Regions from separate parts of the Rattus norvegicus genome. Here region 2 is linked to region 1. Evidence: chromatin contacts called from public Hi-C data. All regions are on one chromosome and are shown on one strand. The core of a region is the stretch at or near the end of the contact, and the rest is flanking DNA. Distances in the headings are between cores, read along the strand shown.

The links. A called contact is a pair of places that touch in the nucleus more often than the background predicts.
Region 2: a Hi-C map of liver shows a contact between it and region 1, with 2.7 times the contacts expected there. The contact joins the promoter of Hmgcs2 here to the enhancer-like site in region 1. A contact is called at or near these places in 3 of 12 Hi-C or Micro-C datasets (hepatocytes, kidney and liver).

Annotation. Positions count from the first base shown.
Region 1 is chr2:188,525,208-188,529,576 of GRCr8, forward strand. No RefSeq gene overlaps it. Among named protein-coding and RNA genes, the nearest start is that of Reg4, 20 kb to the left of the region's middle. Within about 2 kb of position 1,779, at least 3 of the 93 cell types and tissues checked have an H3K27ac peak or open chromatin away from gene starts, as enhancers often do. A contact at or near this core is called in hepatocytes and liver, where this site is marked.
Region 2 is chr2:188,561,661-188,565,670 of GRCr8, forward strand. It overlaps Hmgcs2 (3-hydroxy-3-methylglutaryl-CoA synthase 2), which reads left to right and starts at 2,712. Exons shown (of 10, transcript NM_173094.2): 1 at 2,712-2,846. The coding sequence starts at 2,743.

The DNA of each region.
Region 1 (4,369 bases), core at 529-3,028:
ATATGCTCCAGCAACTCCTGTATGAATCGCTATGGTTGGGACAAACCAACTCAAAGGCCTGGATCCGGGCCTGGGTGGCAGCTGAGCTAGTCAGCCCGCCAGCTCCCCAGCACTGCCCAGGCTGGCTCACACAATACTGTAGCTGGCAGGGAGCAGGATCAACTCCTCTGTTCTCACACCTTTGGGGCAGCTCCCCTGCACCCACACTCATAGAGCCAGCTCTACTGTGCTGCCCAGCTGAGGTGCAAGGACCACTCTCCTGACTGCTGCAGTTGGTGAGGGGCAGGGCCAGCTCTCAGGCTCTCACCACCCCAGGGCCATCTCTCTCTGCCGCAGGTGGCAAGGGGCAAAGCAGGGGGAGAGCATCACCCCTGCTCACCTCAGAGTAGTAGTGGGGCCAGCTTTCCCACGCTCATGACCTTGGGCAGACTCACCCCCAACCCCTAACACACGCAAACCAGGGCCAGCTCTACTGTGCTGCCCAGGCAAGGTGTAGGACCTGCTCTCTAGAGTTTAGCTGCCAATGAGGGGCAGGGCCAGCTTTTCACAGATATCTTCTTGGATATCTTCATGGTTCCAGGAGACTGCCTGGAAGTCTGCATGGTCTTTAGTGGTAATAGGAGCCTCAGGCATCAACACAGACCGTCTGCGTGGCCGTGGACCCTGACAGGATCTTCAACAGCAGCATGGGCTGCTATTTCACCATGGCCTCAGATGGCAGGGCAGGCTACTCACATCAAGCTATTCCACCCCATCCCTCACATCTCCACAGTTCCACCTCTCCATAATGCTCAAATTGTTCTGCTTCTCTTTCTCGCCTATCTGTCCACCACACACTTGTACAGTGCAGTGACTTCCATTGTGGGTAGTCCATGCAGCAGGCAGGCCTCTAGCTGTCCTGTACTTGCCTGCGCTGTATGTCGCGGTGATAGGCAGACCTCTGTGTGTCCTCTGCCTGTCTAAGCTGTGTGGCAGGGAGGCAGACCGGCCTCGAGGTCTTTGTTTGTTTGTTTGTTGTTTGTTTTGTTTGAAGTGATCTGTATATGTATGTATCTGTGCACAGGTAGCTGCAGATACTTGCAAAATCCAGAAGAAGGTGTCAGATCCTGTGGAGCAAGAGTTAAAGGCAGCCTGACTTGGGTGTTGGGAGGCAGACTTGAGCCCTCTGCAAGAGCACTATGCTCTCTCAACTACCAAGCCATCTTCCCAACACCCCATAGGACACTTTCATTTGTTGTTGAGATCTCCGGTGAGGTGACTCCCTTCCCCAGGAGACTTTCTGGTGCCACTAGCCTTTTGCTCCTAGCTTCTAGAGCACCTGGCCTCTGCCTAAGTCTCATTGCCATTTTAACTATTTGTTAACTCAATGTATGCTTGTCTGCCAGACTTCAATTCTTTACCGGATGAGACCCTTGAACTAACGCTTCAAGGTCTAGTTCAACGTGGATAAGTGAAGTGATTCAATGCAAGGCAATTAGGACTTTGGCATTCGAATTCATTTCTTTCAACTAAGTATGAGCCAAACAAAGTAGGTCTGCTGACCTTTGTCCATGGGGACGAGCCGATAACCCTAGAATGAACAACTCACTCTTTTGTTCAACTTGTATCTGGATCATATAGTTCCCTAAGTCAGGGTCAGCCTCTGAGGTCACTGGGACTGCTTCAAAAACAATAACAGTGAAAATAAAAATAGAAGAATGTGCACTATAGCCACACCCGTGTGTCCGGCTGGAGGGCAGACCAGGCTGTTTGCAGTCAGGGGACAGACAAATATAGATGTGTAAACAGGCCTCAAAAGTAGAGTTTATGACCAAGATCAATATCCCATCCTGCAGCCAGAGGGCCCCATGAAGGCAGCTGGAAAGGTAGATTTAGGAACAAAGTTCACACAAAGAGGAATCTGCAGGCAGAAGCGAAACTTGTGAGTGGATTAGAATTAGAGCCTCTTTAGGTTCTGGAATACATCATTACAGAATAGCAAATATCCTGCTGACTGACTGCTCCATGTTGCTATTTTTAAATGTTACATTGTATTTATTTGTTTTGTAAGTGTATCCATGGGTATGTAGGTGTGGAGGCCAGGGTCAATGTCGGAGACCATTTTCAATCACCTTCTTTTCTGATGCAGGGTCTCCGCTGAGCAAATTTAGTTAGAAAGTCTGACCAAAAAGCTTTAGCAATTCGCCTGCTTCGTTCTGCCTCCTCCCTGCTGGGACTACTGACACACAAGGCCAGGCCTGGGATCTGAACTCAGGTCCTAATGTTTGAGTAGCAAGTACTCTGTCAATCCAACCACCTCCCTGTCTGTTAGGTCCAGAACTCCAAACCTCTAAGTATCACTGAAACAGAAGGATTACTGATAGATACAGGATTATATTCAGCATCCCTCAGGAACCTGTGGAACCGGTTTCTGCCTGCCTGGAAGAGCCACTTCCCTCATCTTCCCCTACCTCTGACAAATGGAGCATCTGCTCCCCACTAGCACATACTCAAAACCCCATGTAGCTCCCAAACTTTGATGGCTAGCACATCTGCCTCCCGGAAGCTTCCTGCTCTCTTTATAGCTGGCAGGGCTCTCCCCTGCCTTTTTGCTACCTTCCATGCCCCTGAGAGGCAGCCACGGCAGCTTTGGACACCCCCAAATGCCTCTGGCCATTCTCTACCACAGAGAGATAGCCCTGCAGAAGTCTCATATCTCCAATAAACTGTCTTCCCACTCATGGAGCGTTCTAGTTTGTTGGTTTCACTGTCCACGCACACACACTATCTTGAGTTTAGAAGTAAACAATGTCTAACTGGTCTAGAGTTGGGTAACCCAGAAAGGTGTGATACAGACATAGCCTACATTTTCATTGAGGTGTACTTTAGCCATTAAAATTGAGTTCTCACACACGTATGAGTAGGTGTTACAATAATAAAAGGTATTGGCATATATATGATAGCTGTGTGTAGTGGTGCACACTTTTTTGTCCCAGCACTAAGGAGATCTCTAGGAATTTGAACCTGTCTGATCTGCATTGCAAGTTCCAGGCAAGCCAGAGCAACAATTCGAGACCCTGTCTCAAAAAGCAAAAGCAAACAAAAGAATGATTAAATAAATAAATAGCAAGTAAACACCCAAGAAGAATTTCTTAAGTGAACAAGGAGGGAAAACAAAAAATAATTCCTTACTCAGTGAAATGCATTGTGGACGCATGGTGTCCACTCTGTGCTCTGCTACCCAAACCAAGAATGCAAAATCAACTTTCATTCTCCTGTTGTAATTGTTGTCTGGGGCTCACTGCCTCATTCTGCTAACGTAGGCCTACTCCTGGAAGCTCCTAGCATCCATACAACCTTAGCTAGGCCTAGAATGTTTCAGCCTCTGATACTCACTGTTGAGTAAGCTCACCCCTTCCTAGCTCTGAACTCTGGCTGGCTGATTCAACTCAGTTGTTTTGGCTCAAACTCCTCTCCAAGCTGAATGATCCAACCTGGCTTTTCTCTAGGCCTCTCCTGAATTGCTCTGCTTGGTTTCCAACTAACTCTGGCAATTTGTTCTAATGTTCTGTCTCCTATTCAGTCTCTGGTCATTCTGTCTTCACCTGTGTCTCTTTAACCTATCTCTATAAAACTGTCGCCTGCCTGCCTGCCTGCCTTCCTTCCTTCCTTCCTTCCTTCCTTCCTTCCTTCCTTCCTTCCTTCCTTCCCTCCCTGCTCTGCTCCCCCCACCCCCGTAGCCTCTTTCCTCTTTCTTCTCATGAGAGTTGGGTATATCCTATTACATCAAATCGTTCTCTGATTTGTCGCTTTGTCTGTCCCTCAATTAGACATCACTTTTATTATTTTGTCTCTCTTTTTTTTTTTCGGAGCTGAGGACCGAAACCCAGGGCCTTGTGCGTGCTAGGCAAGTGCTCTACCACTGAGCTAAATCCCCAATCCCTAGACATCACTTTTAAATATGGTTGCTTCCTTCTACAAACTAATTTTAACTTCATTGTTTGGGATTGAAGTGTGTACTAAGGTCTGTATTCCAACCAGAGAGATTAAAGGTGTGTGCTAAGGCTAAACCACACCACAACTAGAAACAGCTTTTTATCAGCAAATAAAACAATCTCAGAGTTTACAGTATGATCAAATATCTGGCAATAGAAGAAATATAAGGAGACCTAACAGAATTCTGGAGAGAAAAAGAACATCTTTGGATCTTGAACATCCCCCAAGGCCTATGTTTTGGAGGCTAGACCCTCAGAGTGGTACTACAGGCTAGACCCTCAGAGTGGTACTACAGAGAGGAAGGCCTAGGAGAGGTCTTCCACTCACTGCCTTTGGCACTAGTGCAAAGGGAACTCTAGGAGCATTGGATTGTTTTTATTATTTAAAAATACTT
Region 2 (4,010 bases), core at 1,462-3,961, 37 kb after region 1:
ATGGTGATGTATTGGATTCTTGATGCTCAGCTGGGGACAGGCTTTAACCAGACTCAAGGCTGAGGGGCTCTTGTCCTTCCCATGTTCCCATGGTTCCCCATGTCTTTCTGTCCTGCTTCAATGAGCACTAAGAATCCCAGCAGCTCAATTGGCTCCATTGCGCTCTCTCTCTCTCTCTCTCTCTCTCTCTCTCTCTCTCCCTCTCTCTCTCTCTCTCTCTCTCTCTCTCTCTCTTCTATCCACATAACAGGCCAGCTTTGTTTACTGGCTACTTGTGCTAAGCGTTATCTCGGTCAGTATTAATAAGTATCTGAGGTTACTACTGTTGTGTCTGAGCAGAGTCAAGATTAAGACTGAGCTGAGAGGTCATGTGAGAAAGGCAAGAATTGGAACATGATAACCTCTAGGAAGCCAGGCTGAAGGTTCATGTCTCCAAGAATGTTGAGAGAGCAGATGGAGAGGAAACTTTGGTCCATGTGTTTAGATACATTTAAGGGGAAGTGCAACGAGACTTTCACAGCGATGAAAAGAAATGAGGGGACATTGAGTGGTCTGGACTGATGGCCTTGACTTTGAGACAATAGGTTATTATTTCTTTTGAGTCAGGGTCTCACATAGCCTCAAACTTACTCCAGGAGAATCTTGGAACCCTGCTCCTCCCGCCTTCACCCCTGAGTGCTCGGTGGCAGAAATGCAGCCCCACATTTGACAATAGGAGGCTCTGAAAGGGTGGAGAGCGGAGGATGAAATGGTACCTCAATATTCAAGGTATCAGCGAAGAACCAAGAAGCACTAAAGAGCCGTGGGTATGGGTGACCTGAGGAGGGGATCCTGGGGAAGGAAAAGATCAAAACCACACTTTGAAAGAGCCATAAGAATGCCGCCTGATTCATCCATGGCACTCCCCAGCTCCCAGACAATTAACAAAGGACACTCAGAGGAAAGACGGCAATAAAGAATCTTCTTGATGACAGAACTCTGCAGAAGGCTCAGTGGACGGGCAGGAGCAGTAGGTGGAGAGTGAGTTAGAAGAGACGTATACCAAGATGAATGTTTGAGCCTGCCGATATGGAGGAAGTAAGGAGGAGGAGCTCATCTAGCTGAGGTGCAGCGATTATAGGCTGCAAGGGGGGGTTGCCTCTCATGTCCATGAGTCTGGCAAGCTGAGCTCTGTAAACTTCTTTGTGGAACTGAAAACAGACCTTGTTGTTCTCCTGGAATCTAGATCCCAGGGGGAGTCTGTTAAGGGTTTGGAGAGCCACAGACAGGCTTTCAGTAGGGGCCTTGCCACAAAGAGGCTGCTTCAGGTAGGCATGGCCTTAGCTGCAGTCTAGCTGGATTCAACAGTATGGCGACAAAGACATAAAGATGATGGAAGACCAGGGAGCCTCAGATTTGGGGAGATATCTGGAGCTTCTGGCTTCTGGGAAATGAATAAACCAAGATCTACCCTGGTTCTTGCGATTCTTTCATGGAGTTGCATTAGATAGCAGGGTTAATGCTTCAACTGCTGAGTGAATGCCCCATCGATCGTCGTGAGACATAGAAGCTTGCCACGTGAGGAGTGCGAGGCCCTCCTCGCCTGGAATGTCGGATGGTGGGAACTTTTGTCTTAGGAAGCAGCAGAGGAGCTGGACGGGTCACTCAGTGGATACAGTGAAATCACGGCACCTGAGTTTGGAACCCCACACCCGTGTGAAAGCACAACCTGTACCCCAGCTCTGGAGCCGCAGAGACAGACAGACCTTAGGAGCCCTTTGGCCAGCCCAATAGTCAAGCTCCGGGTTCAGAGGGAGAGATCCACACCAACTCGAAAACTAAGGTTGAGAGTGATAGAGGATGGCATTGACACCAGCCCCTGGCAGCCACAGATGCATACACATAGGCTCACACTTGCATGTGCAGTCCGGAGTCAGGAGTCAAAAGACCCAGAAGGATCCCCACTCTGCAGCTTTCTTTGTAGACACAGCTCTTTGCAGACATGGACAAGTTACTCTGTCCTCCCTGTCTTCTCTAAGCTCCTGCGTATACAGTGTCAGCTGTGTCCCCCTTGGAAGTTGTGTGTAAGCCTAATGACCGACAATAAAGATAAGAAGAAAGCAGCCAGCTCTACAGACCAAAGCCAGCCAGCCCCTCAGATGTGCGTCAACACCTACTCTCAACTGCTTGAAATGCTGGCATTAAAAGATTATACCAGTAATCGCAGTGCTCACGAAGGCCGAGGAAGGGACACTGGCCAACCTGGGCTACATAGGAAGAACGGGGATTGCAGGTGAGGTGGGAGGGCAGGGGGAGAGGGTGGTCACTTTTTGGTTTTGAAAGCTGCTTGTTATAAAAATGGTAAGAACACCACCAGGCAGTACAAGTGCTTAGAAGTTAGGAACAGCCACTGGGCAGGGGAGTCGGGGCCTGGGAAGACCAGTTGGGGGATTGTTGATTGTTGGGTGTGTCAGAAGGAGCATGCAAGCTTGCATGGCTAGCCAAAAATAAGGCTAACAAGGAAGTCTCAGAGCCAGCCAGCTAGATACCAGCCAGGAACAGAGCAGCTATGTACATGTTAGACATGATGTTTTCCTTTGACTTGTTCTGAGACCTTTGGCCCAGTTTTTCTGAGGCAGGCAGAGGCCTCGCTAAGTGGAGGCGGGGCTTGCAGAGGCTGGAGTCTTATAAAGCCCAACCCACAGTCTCTGGGCATCTCTCCCGGGGGCTGTGGACTGCTGGCTTTCTGTTGATACCTTAGAGATGCAGCGGCTTTTGGCTCCAGCAAGGCGGGTCCTGCAAGTGAAGAGAGTGATGCAGGAATCTTCGCTCTCACCCGCTCACCTGCTCCCCGCAGCCCAGCAGAGGTGAGTTGCATAGATCACTCTGGGACAAGCACCCTGAGAACCAGTAAAAAGCAGTCAGTGGACCTGCTGGAGAACTCACTAGAAACTTAGTCAAAACCTGGCAGGGCTTGTGTTCACTTACAAACAAGTGAGCCTCGTTTCTAGACAGTGCCTGTCATCTGTTGAGCTGGAAGTGTCTAAGCCACAGGTTCTCAACCTTCCTATCGCTGCAACCCTTTAATACAGTCCTTCAAGCTGTGGTGACCCCAGCCATAATATTATTTTCATTGCTGCTTCATATTAGTTTTGTACTGTTATAAATCATAGTGTAAATATCTGATGTGCAAGATGTATTTTAATTGTTACAAATTGACCCAAAGGGGGCAGGACACACAGGTTGAGAACCATTTAAGCCTCTGGTGCACCTGGCTTAGGCAAAGCAGCATCCTTTCCTCGGCCAGCTACAGTCTGCAGCAGACCTCAGGATCCTGCAGCTGCAGCTGTAGTTTAACTGCCTGGTTTAGTTCGCTGTGGCATGATCTAGAATGGACCAAAGAGAAGAAGCTGTGTTTCTCTGTGTTTCGGTTTTCTGAGATGAAATATAAAAATTGTGTGTATGCTTCTCACTCTGTGTGTGTGTGTGTGTGTGTGTGTGTGTGTGTGTGTGTGTGTGTGTGTGTGCAGGAGTGGATACATGTACTTGTGAAAGAAAAACACGCATGCCTTCTTTCTCTGTAAACACCCTTCAGTCTGGTCCAAGTGACTGTGGTCGCCCAGAGTTGATGGGACACATCTGGGCTTCAAGCTTCAGGCTCCCAGCTTCCTGGGTATTATTTTTTCTCTTTTGCTCTCTGTCCAATGAGCTCAGAGTCCTGAGGCTTCCTTTCCACTTATACCCACGAATACTGAATTTTTAGGAAAACACTTTGCTATTGTTTCCTCCCTTGCCTGCTCTCCTGGAAGCCTGGGTATAGGTGTGTGTGTGTGGGGGGGAAGGGGCAGTGCCCTTTAACCTCCTGATTTTCTTCATAGCTCCACCGCCATCTCCTCTTTCCCACCCTTTACAAAACCACTGAATTTCATTTGAAGGTTCAGGCTTCGATTCTAGCTTGCTTCCTCTCTATTTATGAGGAAGCTGTGGACATGGTTTACTTATTTCATGGCTGGACAAGGGTGACCAGTCCC